2 separate regions of the Ovis aries genome follow, and region 1 is linked to region 2. Evidence: chromatin contacts called from public Hi-C data. All regions are on one chromosome and are shown on one strand. The core of a region is the stretch at or near the end of the contact, and the rest is flanking DNA. Distances in the headings are between cores, read along the strand shown.

Region 1 (6,151 bases), core at 884-3,383, 57 kb before region 2:
ATTTCCCTGGGAAGGACGTATAACAAGAGGCAGGCCCTCCTTGGTTCAAAATGCCCCCGGCTAGGTCAGGAAGCTGGACTTGGTAGTTTCAGCTTAAAGATGCTAGAGAAATGTGTTGTTGAACACTGCCCCCTGTTGAAATGATACTGTCACTTCTGAGTAGAGACTACTCAGTCTTGCCAGCTAACAGCATTTGAACTTGAACCCACTGAGGAAAAGGTAGACTGGTGTAGGAGCACTCACAGAAAATTCTGCCCCTCTGAAGGAATCCCTCTAGTCACTAGAGCTACTCTCTTACGTCTGCTGTTAGCATCTGAGTATGTTACTTTGAAAAAAAAAAAAAAGAATCAATCCTCATAGCAAACACAACTCACCATGCTGCAAACACAAGAGACAGGTACCGTTGTACTGATGTGAGAACAGAGGCACAAGAAGGTCAGTAGCTAGACTGAAGGCGCAGTCAGGAGCCAGTGAAGCTTGGCCCCAAGGGCTGCACTGCTAACCAGCTCTGCAGGTCTGCCTCGGCAAGGCCTCTGGCTCCTTTGCTCCAATCATGACAATTATTCTTCGGCCTCTACTGCTGTCCAGATACCTTTCCCCGACTTGAAACACCCTCCTATTCTGTGCCCCATCCCTTGCATGTCCCTCCCTTTCAGAGTAACATTCCTTGAAACAACAGTCCACAGTCAACTCTCTTCCCAGAAGCAAGGGAGGCTGCCATCAATTCTCACAGTCTCATCAGGAGTCTGGCCTTAGCCTGCTTCTCTGATTTGTTTGCGCTCTCTCCAGATGCCCTCAGTATACAGTCACTGCTGACATTACCCGTGATTACTGAGCCAAGAAAATGGACGTGAGAGTTCACAGTCCAAAGCACCTCAGTCTCTCATGTACTTTCCTGTTTTTTCCCACCAGGGGGCGGTCTCCTCCTTCTTCACAGGTCAGGGATACAACTCAGGCTACTGAGCCGGGGACATGCAGCTGGTCCCTATTAAAATGCGCTTAAGTACAAAATTACAAACCAGATATTGAAGATATAGTACAAAAAAAGAGAATGCAAAATATTTTATTAGTAAATGTAATAAATTGGCCACATGTTGAAATGGCAACATTCTAGACAGATTAAATAAAAGATACTCTTAAAATCAATTCTACCTATTCTTAGAATTTTAAAAATATGTGCAGTAGAAAATTTTAAATTGCATGTGTGGCTTACTTACTATTTCTGTGGGACAATATAGGTTTAGAGGCTCCTTGCCAATGGCAAACTCTAAGGGAGGTCTGCAGAATCCTTGGGCTCCAAGGAACTCAGAAAATCATTCACTTGACTCTGCTCATGAAGAAACTGAGGCACAGATGGGCCAACAACTTTACCAAAGTGATCCAGGTAATATGATCCTGGGTTTAGATTAGAATGCAAGTGTCTTAGACCCTATTTTTAAAAAACCTCTCCTACTGTGGAGGCCTTTGAACGCCACAGGAGGACCTAGGCACAAGCCTCTCTGCTGGACCTTTTAGGCCCCTTATCAAGGAATTTCACCACCTTAGGCCTCTCCCTCATGCTCCCACAGGTAGGTCTCCTGCACAGCCAGGGGCTACTCTCTGTTGCTTCCTTGGCCCACGATGAGCCTGTCTCTGCTGGGAAGCCCAGCCCTGCCTTAGGGCTCTATCTCATTGCTTCCTGGCTGACAGCCTCGCTAGGGACCCTGGAGACTAGCAGGGACTACATAACCCTTCTTGCCCTTTTATCTTCAACTACCCTCCAGACTTGCCTTGCAGTCCCGCCCGCCTCCCAGGGGACCATCATAGCTCTTGCTGGAATAAGTCCAACCCAGCTGGAAGGACAAGAAAACAGAACCAGCTAGACTTGTCACTTGCTGACCCCGTGTCCACCACACTCTGTCAGTACAGAGGGCTCACGTCGCCCATGGGCCCTGCTTGCAGAGGGGGCACTGGTGGTCACATGGCTGGTGAGTCACATGAGAACTGAAAATACCCTTCAGTGGGGTGACTTCTCTGAAGTGGACGCATGAATCAGCAGGGAGGAAGCTGGGAGGCAAGGCCAGACCTTGTGTTGCAGGCAGGATCTTACGTGCAAGCCCTGACACCACAAAGCTTTCCCACCGCAGCCCTGCAGGACCAGTAGCATCGTGGGTCGGCTGCAGTTTGCTTTGTCGTAGGGCTTGAGGCTGGAACACATGTGTGAGCCTGCACCGGTATGGGTCTGCCCTGATGGGAAGAAGTCCCTGTTTCTGGTGCCTCCTGCTCAGGAGGGCTGCAATGAGCAGGAGCAGAGGGTCTCAGCCCCGCTCCCTCCCTGGGTGTGGCCGCAGTTGCCTAGGGAGTTGCCGCACTGTGCCTGCAGCCTCCTGTCTGCCTCTTCCGAACGCAGATTGGAGAACTGCTGAATCATGGGGCTGTAAGAGAACCCGTGTGCTGAGGATCAGCAGTCACAAGATGAGGGCTCTCTTCCCAGCTCTCCCATAGCTCTAGCTGTGCAATTGTGGGTAATCACTGTGTGTCTGAGGCTCACTTCCTCACTTGTGTAATGGGTATATTAATTATCTGTCACTCTTAAAAACTCTGTCAGAATGTAGTGGGTCACACAGTAAGTATTATCTGTCTGTGGTTCGAATATCTGTGAGCGACTCACCGACTCACTGAGGTGGTTTCAGCTCGTAGTGTTTCATGGAATGAGGTCAAGATGTCCTTTGGGGCTGCAGTCATCTGAAGGCATGACTGGGGCTGGGGGCTCTGCTTTCCAAGACAGCTTTGTTCACATGGCTGCTGGACAGAGGCCCTGGTTCCTGGACACAGGTGTCCTCCGTGGAGATGCTTGAGTATCCTCCTGGCATGGTAGCTGGCTTCCGCCAGAGTGAGCAATCTAAGAGAGCAAGACAGAAGCCACAGTATTTTTATGCCCAAGCTTCTGCAGTCATGCACTGTCGTTTCTGCACTATCTCACCTGCTACCCAAGTCAGGCCAGCTCAGGGATGTGAACACCAGAGGCATAAACCACTGGGGACCATTGTGACGGCTGGCCACCACCTTAGTAGTGATTAGTAGTATCTGCCGTGCCCATCTCACGGAGCCATCGCGCAGTTTTGTTTGCATACCCACTGCAAGAAAAACCATTAACCAGAGGATGCATCTGGTAAGAGTTGAGACAGCAAGCAGCAGCTAAAAACAGCCGTGAAAAGGGTTGCTGGGGACTGGACTCCGAGGCCGTCACAGGGAACCCTATGACAAGTACAGGAGCGCCAGCGTAGGAATGTGGTGGCTGCAAGGCCTCTAGGCCTCTTCGCTGTCCCCAAATGAAGGCACAGTTCAGAGACAATTAGGAACGTGCCCGGCAGTGTGCCTATTACACATGGTGCTCACGGAAGGGAGGTTTGCTCAACCTTAAGTGTTCTTTCTGAGGAAAGTAGGCGGGTCACAGTCTCAGGACTTCCAGGAGAGCTGCTGGGCCGAAATGGAGGTTGAGTTGTGCCCTACCCCTTAGTTCTGACACTCAAATGAGCTGCTTTGCTTTTTACAAACTCCAAAGGGCTGCATTAAGGTGAAAGTTCGTTGCTGTTATCTCCTGGTAAGATGCCCACAGATCATGTCTCCAAAGAATCTCTCCATTGCTTCCTTAAATAGCCAAAAAAAAAAAAAAAAAAAAGGAACTGAGATATGTTCAGTGTTTGGCAACTATCAGAAACAATCTCTAAAAGCTGACTCAATCCTTTCTTGTTCCTTCATGCCCACTGTTCTATAAGGTTATTCTGGTCATCTCTGCTGCCTGACCAATCTCTCTGAAACATAGGGCTGCAGACCAGCAACACTTGTTTTTATTATGCTCTTGATTTTCTGGGTGAGGAATTCTAGAAAGGCAGCTAGGCCCTCTACTTGTATTATTTTTCATGGGGTTGCAGTATGATGTTAGCTGAGGCTTTAATCATTTGAAGGTCAGCCCAGGATGGATGCCCAAGATGGCGCACACTCATGGCTGGCAGCCAATGGTGGCTGTGGACTGGAGGCTCAGCTGGGTTGTCGACATGAGCACCTACTCTTGGCCTCGCTAGCATGGCATTTTCAGAATAGTTGAATTTCTTATATGGTGCTAGATTCCCTTGCAACTAGTGTTTGGAGAGAACCAAGTGGATTCTGCATGGCCTTTTGGGAAGTCTCTCAGCGTTACTTCTCCCATAGTTTATCAGTTATGAGCTGCTATGGATACAATCAAGTCATCAGGCTGGCAGAGATGCCAGGGGATGAGAATTAGACTCAATATCCTGATGACGGAGTGGCAAGGTCCCAAGTTGGGGGGCATGAGGGGTGGGAGGAATTGCTCTGGCCAACTCTAGAAAATGGAATCTTCTACAAAAGACCAGAATCATGTCCCATACCTGAAGGCTTATATACTGAGTAAGCCATGAGCATCCCAACTCACAGAGTCAGAGATTATTTAGAGCAGGATAGAATCTGACACATTCTCTTGTTTCATCACTTTAACATAAGATGGAAAAAAAATGGAACCCTCCAGAGCCAAGGTGGCTTGCCCCAGACCACACAGCTGGCTAGAGATGCCACAGCATGGGTGAGCCGGTCTGCTGCTCAGCTGTGCTGCCTCCCGCCCTTGGTGGACTCTGGGGCGTGCTGCTGGCATTGTTCCCCGTTCCTTCTTTCTGTTCAGGATGATTCTGTTCAGGTACCTGCCCTGCCTGCATGGCTTATCCGCCCTGTGTTTGCTCTGCCCCCACCCAAAGCCAGCATGACAGGGACCACTTCTCTGCCTGCAGCCTGAGCGAGGCAGAGGCAAGAAGGTCACCAGCAAAGGGACTCGGAGCCACTGCCTTGTGCCGCCGAACTTCCCATGAGTCAACAGCCTCCTTGTTGCTTCGCTACTTTCAGTTCAGTTTCTGCTTACTTCTAGCTGAATGTATCCTATTTAAAATATTCTTTCTGTTTCCGAGATTAACTCTAACATTAAGAAGTGGCATTTAAGGAGAGCTCGCTGGCCACTCGGGCCTCATCTTCAGGTGTGACCAGGTGCCCCCCACCTGTACCTGCCCTCAGTAACTGGGGTTTTTCTCTCTCTTTGCATGCAGTTTCTACCTCACAGTGGTGCAGTCCCTCCAGAACCTCTCTTATTACTCCTATCTTTCTCAGTTTCTGCTCAGGGCTCTTTCAAAATTTCACTCCAGTGACCACAGCCTTATAAGCTACTGTTGTCCCAGGTGCCCTCCTACCTGCTGCCCATCTTCCTGGATTTGGGAAGACCACTGCTCTCGGGGTTCTCTTTGTTGTTTTCTGAGTTCTACCCCTCTCGGCGCCTGGCTGGCTGGACCCCAATGTCAGATGCTCTCTTGGTTTAGGTCTGCATTTTGCATGGTTTTGTGCCGGATTCCAGACACCCGGCCCCACCTGCTGGACTGGACCTCCTCCCTGCCGCTGCACTGGACAGGTGAAACCGACTCTTCCCGCAGTTCCCTTTGTGTCTTCAGGAGGCGGGCGGGGTGCTTGGTTTGAGAGCTACACCGTCCTACTTTGCATCTGGAATGCTGACACCTTTGGAGAACAAAGCTAGTTCATGCTTTTCAGTGCGCAAGGCACGTTTGTATGCCATTCATGTTTGATTGTATTTCTTCCCTGCTGATAAAGCCAAACAAGTCGTCACTGCCTCTAGTGACTTTTTGAATGAAGTAACAGGTGTATAAATAAACATACCGAAAATCCATTTATAGTAGTTCCCCCTAAGGTTTGTTCATCTTTGCCTGAAGTCTTCATTTTCATCCTCACCACCTCTTTGTGGCCCCAAATGATTGCACTGGAAAGTACTACCTCCTTGCTCACAAATGTCTGTCTTCAGGGCCTAATTCATTCTGAAACTTGCTCTTACGGTAACCTGATGGAGTGAGGGTACAGGGAGTAGGTGATTTTCAACTCCCTTAACTCTTGGTGGCTGCTGTTATTAACCAAAAGGACCTGTACGATTATACATGATGAAATTGACTTTGGTCAGTTCTAACCCCAGGGATAGGAGCTGCATTAATGAGCAGTGGAGAACTGACTGAAGATTTCAGCTGAGGGACTTTCGTGGTGGTCCAGTGGTTGCGACTCTACATGTTCACTGCAGCGGTGCAGGTCTGATCCTTGGGTCAGGGAACTA
Region 2 (6,379 bases), core at 2,768-5,267:
GCAACTTACACATGGCATCACCGAAAATCCAGTCATCCTTCACCTTGTAGTCGATCCAGAAGGGCAGCGTGAAGAGGAAGATGAGGTCAGAAATGGCCAGGTTGAGGAGGTAGATGCTGGTCATGCTTCTGAGCCTCTTGTATTGCATGAGGACCAGGACCACTAGGATGTTGCCGATCAGGCCAATGACAAACACCACCGAGTACAAGGGGGGCAGCAGCTGGGCCCCAAAGGCCCTCTCCTGAACCTTCTGGCATGGGGTCGTGTCCCCATAGTCGTATTCTGTGGTCATGTCATGGTCCTTTGCGCTGGTTGAAGTTTCCATCCTGGCTTCTGCCACGAGTCAAGGGAAATGTTTCTGTATGTATTTGCTGTTAAAGGCAGTGGGCTCTGGACAACAAAAACAAGGCAGTGAGTATGCGTCCTTAGCCCCTGGACGGCTGTTTACTAGTGCCCACTGTGTACCACGCCCTGTGCAGCAAGGGAGACCCAGGTCCTCTGCCCTCATGCAACCTGTAGTCTGCCACACTGACAAACAGGGCGTGCACACGGCGCTGACTCAAGTGCTCTGGCCCTGAGCGCCCTGCAGGAGACGTCCAGAGGATGGAGAGCGCAGACACGGGAGGACAAGGGGGGCCTCACGCATGTTCACGACCGAGGCTTCCTGAGAGCTTCCATGCACTCGACATTGGGCTCAGTGTTGAACAGCCTTGAGGGGGTCCCATGGTCATTCCCCACTTTAGAGGGGAAGGCACACAAGCTGGGAGCAGTCAGGACACAAAGCTGGTGAGAGCAAGAGCTGGAGCTCAAACCCTGGTGCGTGCCACTCTCAGGCCCATTCCTGAAGCCCCCTGGCTCTCCTGCCCCCAATCAGGGCAGTAACTGTGCACTGTGGCGTCCCCAGAGGAGGCTGGGAAGGAAATCAGTTCTGGCCGAAATTCCAAAACTTACAAACAGATCTTTCTGGCTTTGGAGGCTAAAAAGATTCTCAGCCAGGGGTGATACAGTGCCGTGGGGCACAGGTAAATGTGACTGTTTTTCCGGTTGTCACAAACACTGGGGGACGCTACTGTCATTTGGTAGCCAGGGCCGAGGATGTGTTGCGATGTAAAAATTACCCTACAGCAAACACCGACAGTGCTGCCATAGTGAGATCCTAGGAGGCCAACCCATCCGCCGGCCTGACCCACGTCACACGGTCCTCTGTAGTCACCCAGGTTCTCTGAAGACCTCCTGAGATAGCCGTGAGGAGGAGTCAGTAACAGTCTGGGAGGAGTGGGGTGATTTGGTAAGGAGACGGGGCCCTGGGGAGAGAAAGGCTCAGAACAGCCTCAAGGCAGGAAGTGTTACACAGTGACCAGACATAGGGCGGAATTCTCCTAAAAAGAATATCTTTAGATATTTTCTAACCAGGGTTGCCTCAAAACAAAACAAAAACCGCTAGATAGCCTGCCTTTGTAGAAAATCCCCAGCCCCTGCTTTTCAGCTCTCCCTCCCAACCTTTCCAACCACTTATTGAAGACTCCTCCCCAAAGGGAGCACACGGTTTTGTGTAATCTACCAGCTCTGTGACCTCATATAAGTTAACCTACCTCCCTGAGCCTCAGTTCCTCATCTGTAACGTGGGAAAGTACCCTTACCTTGCAGGGCTAATGTAAGGCAATGTCTGAGCCTTCCTCTGGAAATTATCAGGTTCTCAGTAAATACTGGGGGACCTCCTTCCCTGTAGGTGCCCTGCTCTGAGGCCTGGTGCCACCAGGATGCACCCCACTCCCTATAAGTCTCCCTGTAGTTAATCTGGAAAATGAATTCTGCTTGAGAGTGATGGATATTGACAGTCCTTTCCATCTGCACTGTACTGTGAAATTTCCAAAATGCTGCCATCAATCTAACTGATTTGACCTAAACATCGACCAGTAAAGTGAGTGGTACCTGCAGCATAATTTCCATCTAAAATCTTGAGAGTCCAGTGCTCCTCCTTCCACAGAGCTTAATGAATGTTTCCTGCTCACAAAATTCACATTTCTGCAGTGGCATTCGGAGATTAAGGCTCAGGGGGGTGAGGTGCTGCTGGGCCCCCAGGCTGGGGGGCGGTCCTTTCCCATCCAATCCATCCTTAGGGCACTCTCCTCCATCTCTGAACTTGCATACAGCCAGTCAAGCCTCTTTCTGGAGAAACCCAGGCTGCCCCTCACTAAACAAGCTGTGCTGGCAGTTTCTGGTTTCTGCTGCCACTGCCAGTGCAGACAGCTCCATGTGGCAGTCAGCACTTCTGGGTGGGTTCTCAGGCTTACCGTGTTAGCAGCGGGCAGCACAGATAGCAAGGGGTGCAAGGCCGAGCCCGTGAGCCCAGTTCCTGGGGAATTTTGGCAAAGGTGGAGGCAAACCACGTCAGCTCTGTCAGGGGCCATCTGAACAGTCACCCTCACACCCACTCCCACCTTCAAGCCAGTTCACTACTTCCCCACTTGTTGGGCACCAGAAGCAGTTCCTGGGCATGTTGTTCCTAAAGGGAGATGGACTGGAGTGAGGCCCTGGAGGCGAGACCCAAGGAGCATGTTGCCATGTCATGCGCCAGTCCGTCTGCAGCCTGCTACCAACGTCTGCCTCAGGCCGTTGCCCCAGTGGTCCAGCACCAGCACCCTTTATCCTGGGAGCTGGTGAAGCCTCTGGACAGACAAAGGGCCGTCTGTGGTGGTGGAAGACGCCCAGGCCTGGTGGGGTGCAGGAGCTGGCTTCTACTGGTTCAGAAGAGCCAGCCGTGTGCAGCTGTTCTGCATCCAGCATGCTGGTGACTCAAAGTCAACCAGAATGGGAACATTTACACATGGGAATCGGCCAGCACTAGGAATCAGGGCACTTTTCTCAGGAGAATTAGCTGATAAACACTTACCAGTGCATCCATGCCCTTCAGTCTGAATAGCCTAGAGCTGTCCTGGAGCCAGAGTGGGGACTTAAGGGTCAGTGAGGGGCACAGAGCCTGGCGGTCGGCTGTGCAGACTTCTGGGGATTTCTAATCCTGAAAGTCTAGGACCCTCCAGACCTACTGGAGGAAAGGCTAAGTAGATACCTCCAAGTAGCCCCCCATGTTGCTTCTCTTCAGAACAAAATTCTGACCTTCCTCTTCCTTAGAACAGAATGGATGCCCCTTGCCCTCCCCTGCTGCCGTCCCCACAAGGAGGTCACCTGGCCAGCTGCCTACCTTCTGGTGGGTGAGATCTTACCTCCTTCAAAGACAGCCCACAGTCCTGATTTTGGGGCTCCTTGACTCTAGCCTTCTTAAGAAACTGTCTCAGTATCAAATCATCTTTGCATCTGCAAAGCTTTTACTAACTAGTATTATCCTTTCGCTGCAGTTTCCTCTTATACCATGTTTGGTCTTTGAGTATGTGGGGAAATTTGACAATTGTCAGTGTCTTGAATAGCTTTCCACAGAAAGTATGTTAACAGTGGGCTGACTTTTTAATCAGTCATCAACAAGCAATCACACAAGAAAGTGTCCTGTTTTTAGAAAGAACAAGAATCAGCTCAAAATAAAAAGAACACCCTATTTTACATCTGAGCACTCATATAAATCCATCCATCCTCAGTATTGCTATACAAAGCACTGCCTTTCAGATGCATTGCTGGGTTACTTAGGCATTTGACTAGCCCTCAAAGACCTCCCCATCTCTGTGGAGATGGACTGATAAACAAGTCATGTCCTGCAACAGGAAAACTACCGTCCAATCTGGCCACATGCAAACAACGGCGCTTTCAAAAGTAACTGACAAGCCCGAAGAGACAAGTTCCACTTACTCTGGCTTCAGGGGACTGTGTCCACGAAGTGTTTGTTTCTGAAGCTTTTAGATGCTTTATGAATTCAAGGCCAAGGTCCTGAGTGAGTCGGAAGTTCTCAGTTTCCTGTGTGATGATGGAGATAGAACTCTGGGTCTCAGGCTTTCAGAACAAGAAGGGGACAAAGTTCTTCTTTCTTGTACTGCAGGGTGTCCAGTTTCTGAACGCCAAGTTCACTCTAAGGTTTTTTCCTGCTCACTCAGCTGCACTTCTCCTCAGGCGGCTCTGCTTTAAGGGGATTGGGTGGTGGGGCTGGGTGGAGTTGAGCAGGGTGAGGTGGGTGCCAATGAATGTTTCTGAAGCTTCTGAAGCAATCGAGTTCTTGCCCTCAGTAAGTAGTCTTCCTCTTCTTTTTTTTTAAAGATTGCAAATGGAAGGATTTAAACAGAAAATCTGGGTTCTGGGTCTTCAAAACAATCTGGCTCTACCAGCCCTAGAGGGGCAGGAGGTCCCTTCTCTTTGGCACCCCCTTCGCGCCTGTGCCAGCAACTGCTCACTGCCCCTCTCTGCTCCCCAGTCTGCCTCACAAGCTCAGGGAGCGGCTCTATGATGAAGAGCCTCCCGCCTGGAGAGAGTACAGGTCTGTTGGATGTCTGTCGGCTGTCTGGCCCCTCCTCTTTGATCTCACAGATTTCCTTTTTGCGTTTCATCCATGACAATTGATTCTGACCCAGTCCCGTCTGTGCTTCTCCTTCCTGTCGCAAGGTCAATATCCTAGAAAGCTTATGCTCTGTGTAGCCAAGAAGGGTGAGGCCAGGCTCCTCAGCTGCAGGGATCCTGTCTGTGAGTGAGGTGCACCTTCAAACGCGGCACCAGCAGGTTGATTTCCAGGAGAGGGGAGGCAGCTTCCTGACCTTGGAGCGCTCTCTTTGCCTAATCCTGGGACACACTCTCTCTCTAGGGCCAAGGAGGTTGCTTCTGCTCCCAGGTCACATTCAGACATCAAAGTCCAATGCGTGAGTGTCCCACAGATGGACAGAAGGGCCTTTGGGGTGCACAAGTAGCTCCTAGGCAGTAGCCCTCTGCCACCTCCCCCCAACCCCATCTCTTCCCCCCACCTCCCACTCCATTCCTCTTTAATTTCCTTCCCCAGGCTCTCTTCCCACCACCCTTTCTCACGCCATAGGCTCTCTTGGCCCTCCAGCCAGAATTCTACAACCCCCAACCTGACAAAACACAGGGAAAGGTCCGGTAGTCCCTCTGCCGTGCTCAGCTGCCCCTTGTGGTGGGTCAGGTTGCAAAGTCAGAAAGGGTGCTGCTGTCCATGCGGATCTCTCTCATCCTGCGTGGATCACCCAAGAGACACTTCCTCCATGAAGCCTTCCTACTCTCTATAGCAGGAAGTCATTCGTGACAGGCAGGTGCTGGAGCTCAGAGAGTTTTAAGGTTTTGGAGGGGGCGGTGGTGGTGGTAGAGTTTCCCTTATCACACTTTGCTGTACAGGTTGGACATCTGGACAATAAGCAGCAAGGCACCACTCAAAGTAGCTCAACAATGAAAAAGAACAGAAACCCTAATTTCCTGGGCTTCCCTGGTGGCTCGGTGGATAGGAATCTGCCTGCCAATGCAGGGGACATGAGTCCAATCCATGGTCCAGGAGGATCCCACACGCCACGCAGTAACTAAGCCTGTGTGCTACGACTATTGATCCTGTGCTCTAGACCCTGGGGACCCCAGCTACTGAGCCCACATGCCCCAGAGCCTGTACTCTGGAACGAGCAAGGTCGTCGCAATGAGAAGCCCAGGCACTGCAATAGAGAGTAGCCCCCACTGGCCACAAGGGAAAGCCCGAGCAGCAGTGAAGACCCAGCACAGCCAATAAATACATAAATAGAAACTATAATTTTCTAAAAAGACACCTTGGATGTTAGCTCAGGTTGGGTACTACTCTCTAATGCTCTCTTGTAATAATCCTTGATTTCACTTTTCACATGCATCTCTTTTTTCACAGCCTAATAAACAATCTCAAAACTTTGGGGCTTAAAACCACAAGGAGATTGTTCTCTGATTCTGTGAGCTAGGCGGGTGTTCCCACACAGCCTCACTCCCACGTCTGATGGTGGGCGCTGCCTGCTGACAGGAGTGCCTCAGTTTTCCACGTGGCTCTCGTCTTCCTGTCGGCCAGGCTGGCTTTATGCTTCATGGTCTCAGGCATGAGAAGAACCTATAAAGCATCTTAAGGAAAAATCTCTGAGGCCACAGAGGATCACCTGTGCTGCAGTCTATCACTCACCACAGAGCCAAACCACAGACAAGGCAGTCAGGAAACAGAACCTGCCTTTTCAGGGGAAGAAATAAAGTCACACTGTAAAAGCCAGGGTGTACCAAGATGGAAGGGCTCTGAAGCCATATTCATCTTCTACCAAAAGCGCAGGCTTCCTCTAGCTCCCTCACCCAGGATTCCCTGAATTCCTGTCCTCTGATGGTCCTGTCTTCCCCCATCCTTAGCCACTCACTCCACTGACCCTCCCTAATCCCGGGATTTTACCGCCATCAACATCTGTGTCCTTTTTGTCTCGGCTCCCGACATCCCAGCCCCTCA

Evidence for each region. A called contact is a pair of places that touch in the nucleus more often than the background predicts.
Region 1: a Hi-C map of omental adipose tissue shows a contact between it and region 2, with 2.8 times the contacts expected there. The contact joins the enhancer-like site here to the promoter of LOC101117971 in region 2. A contact is called at or near these places in 6 of 16 Hi-C or Micro-C datasets (blood, omental adipose tissue, skin fibroblasts and 1 more).

The regions. Positions count from the first base shown.
Region 1 is chr19:53,281,718-53,287,868 of ARS-UI_Ramb_v3.0, reverse strand. All of the region lies in intron 2 of FYCO1 (FYVE and coiled-coil domain autophagy adaptor 1), which reads right to left. XCR1 (X-C motif chemokine receptor 1) reads right to left here. Exons shown (of 7, transcript XM_060402614.1): 3 at 3,399-6,151; 4 at 2,651-2,881. Among named protein-coding and RNA genes, the nearest start is that of XCR1, 43 kb to the right of the region's middle. Within about 2 kb of position 2,133, at least 13 of the 54 cell types and tissues checked have an H3K27ac peak or open chromatin away from gene starts, as enhancers often do.
Region 2 is chr19:53,225,982-53,232,360 of ARS-UI_Ramb_v3.0, reverse strand. LOC101117971 (C-C chemokine receptor type 1) reads right to left here and starts at 4,017. Exons shown (of 2, transcript XM_004018514.5): 1 at 3,799-4,017; 2 at 1-390. The coding sequence starts at 325.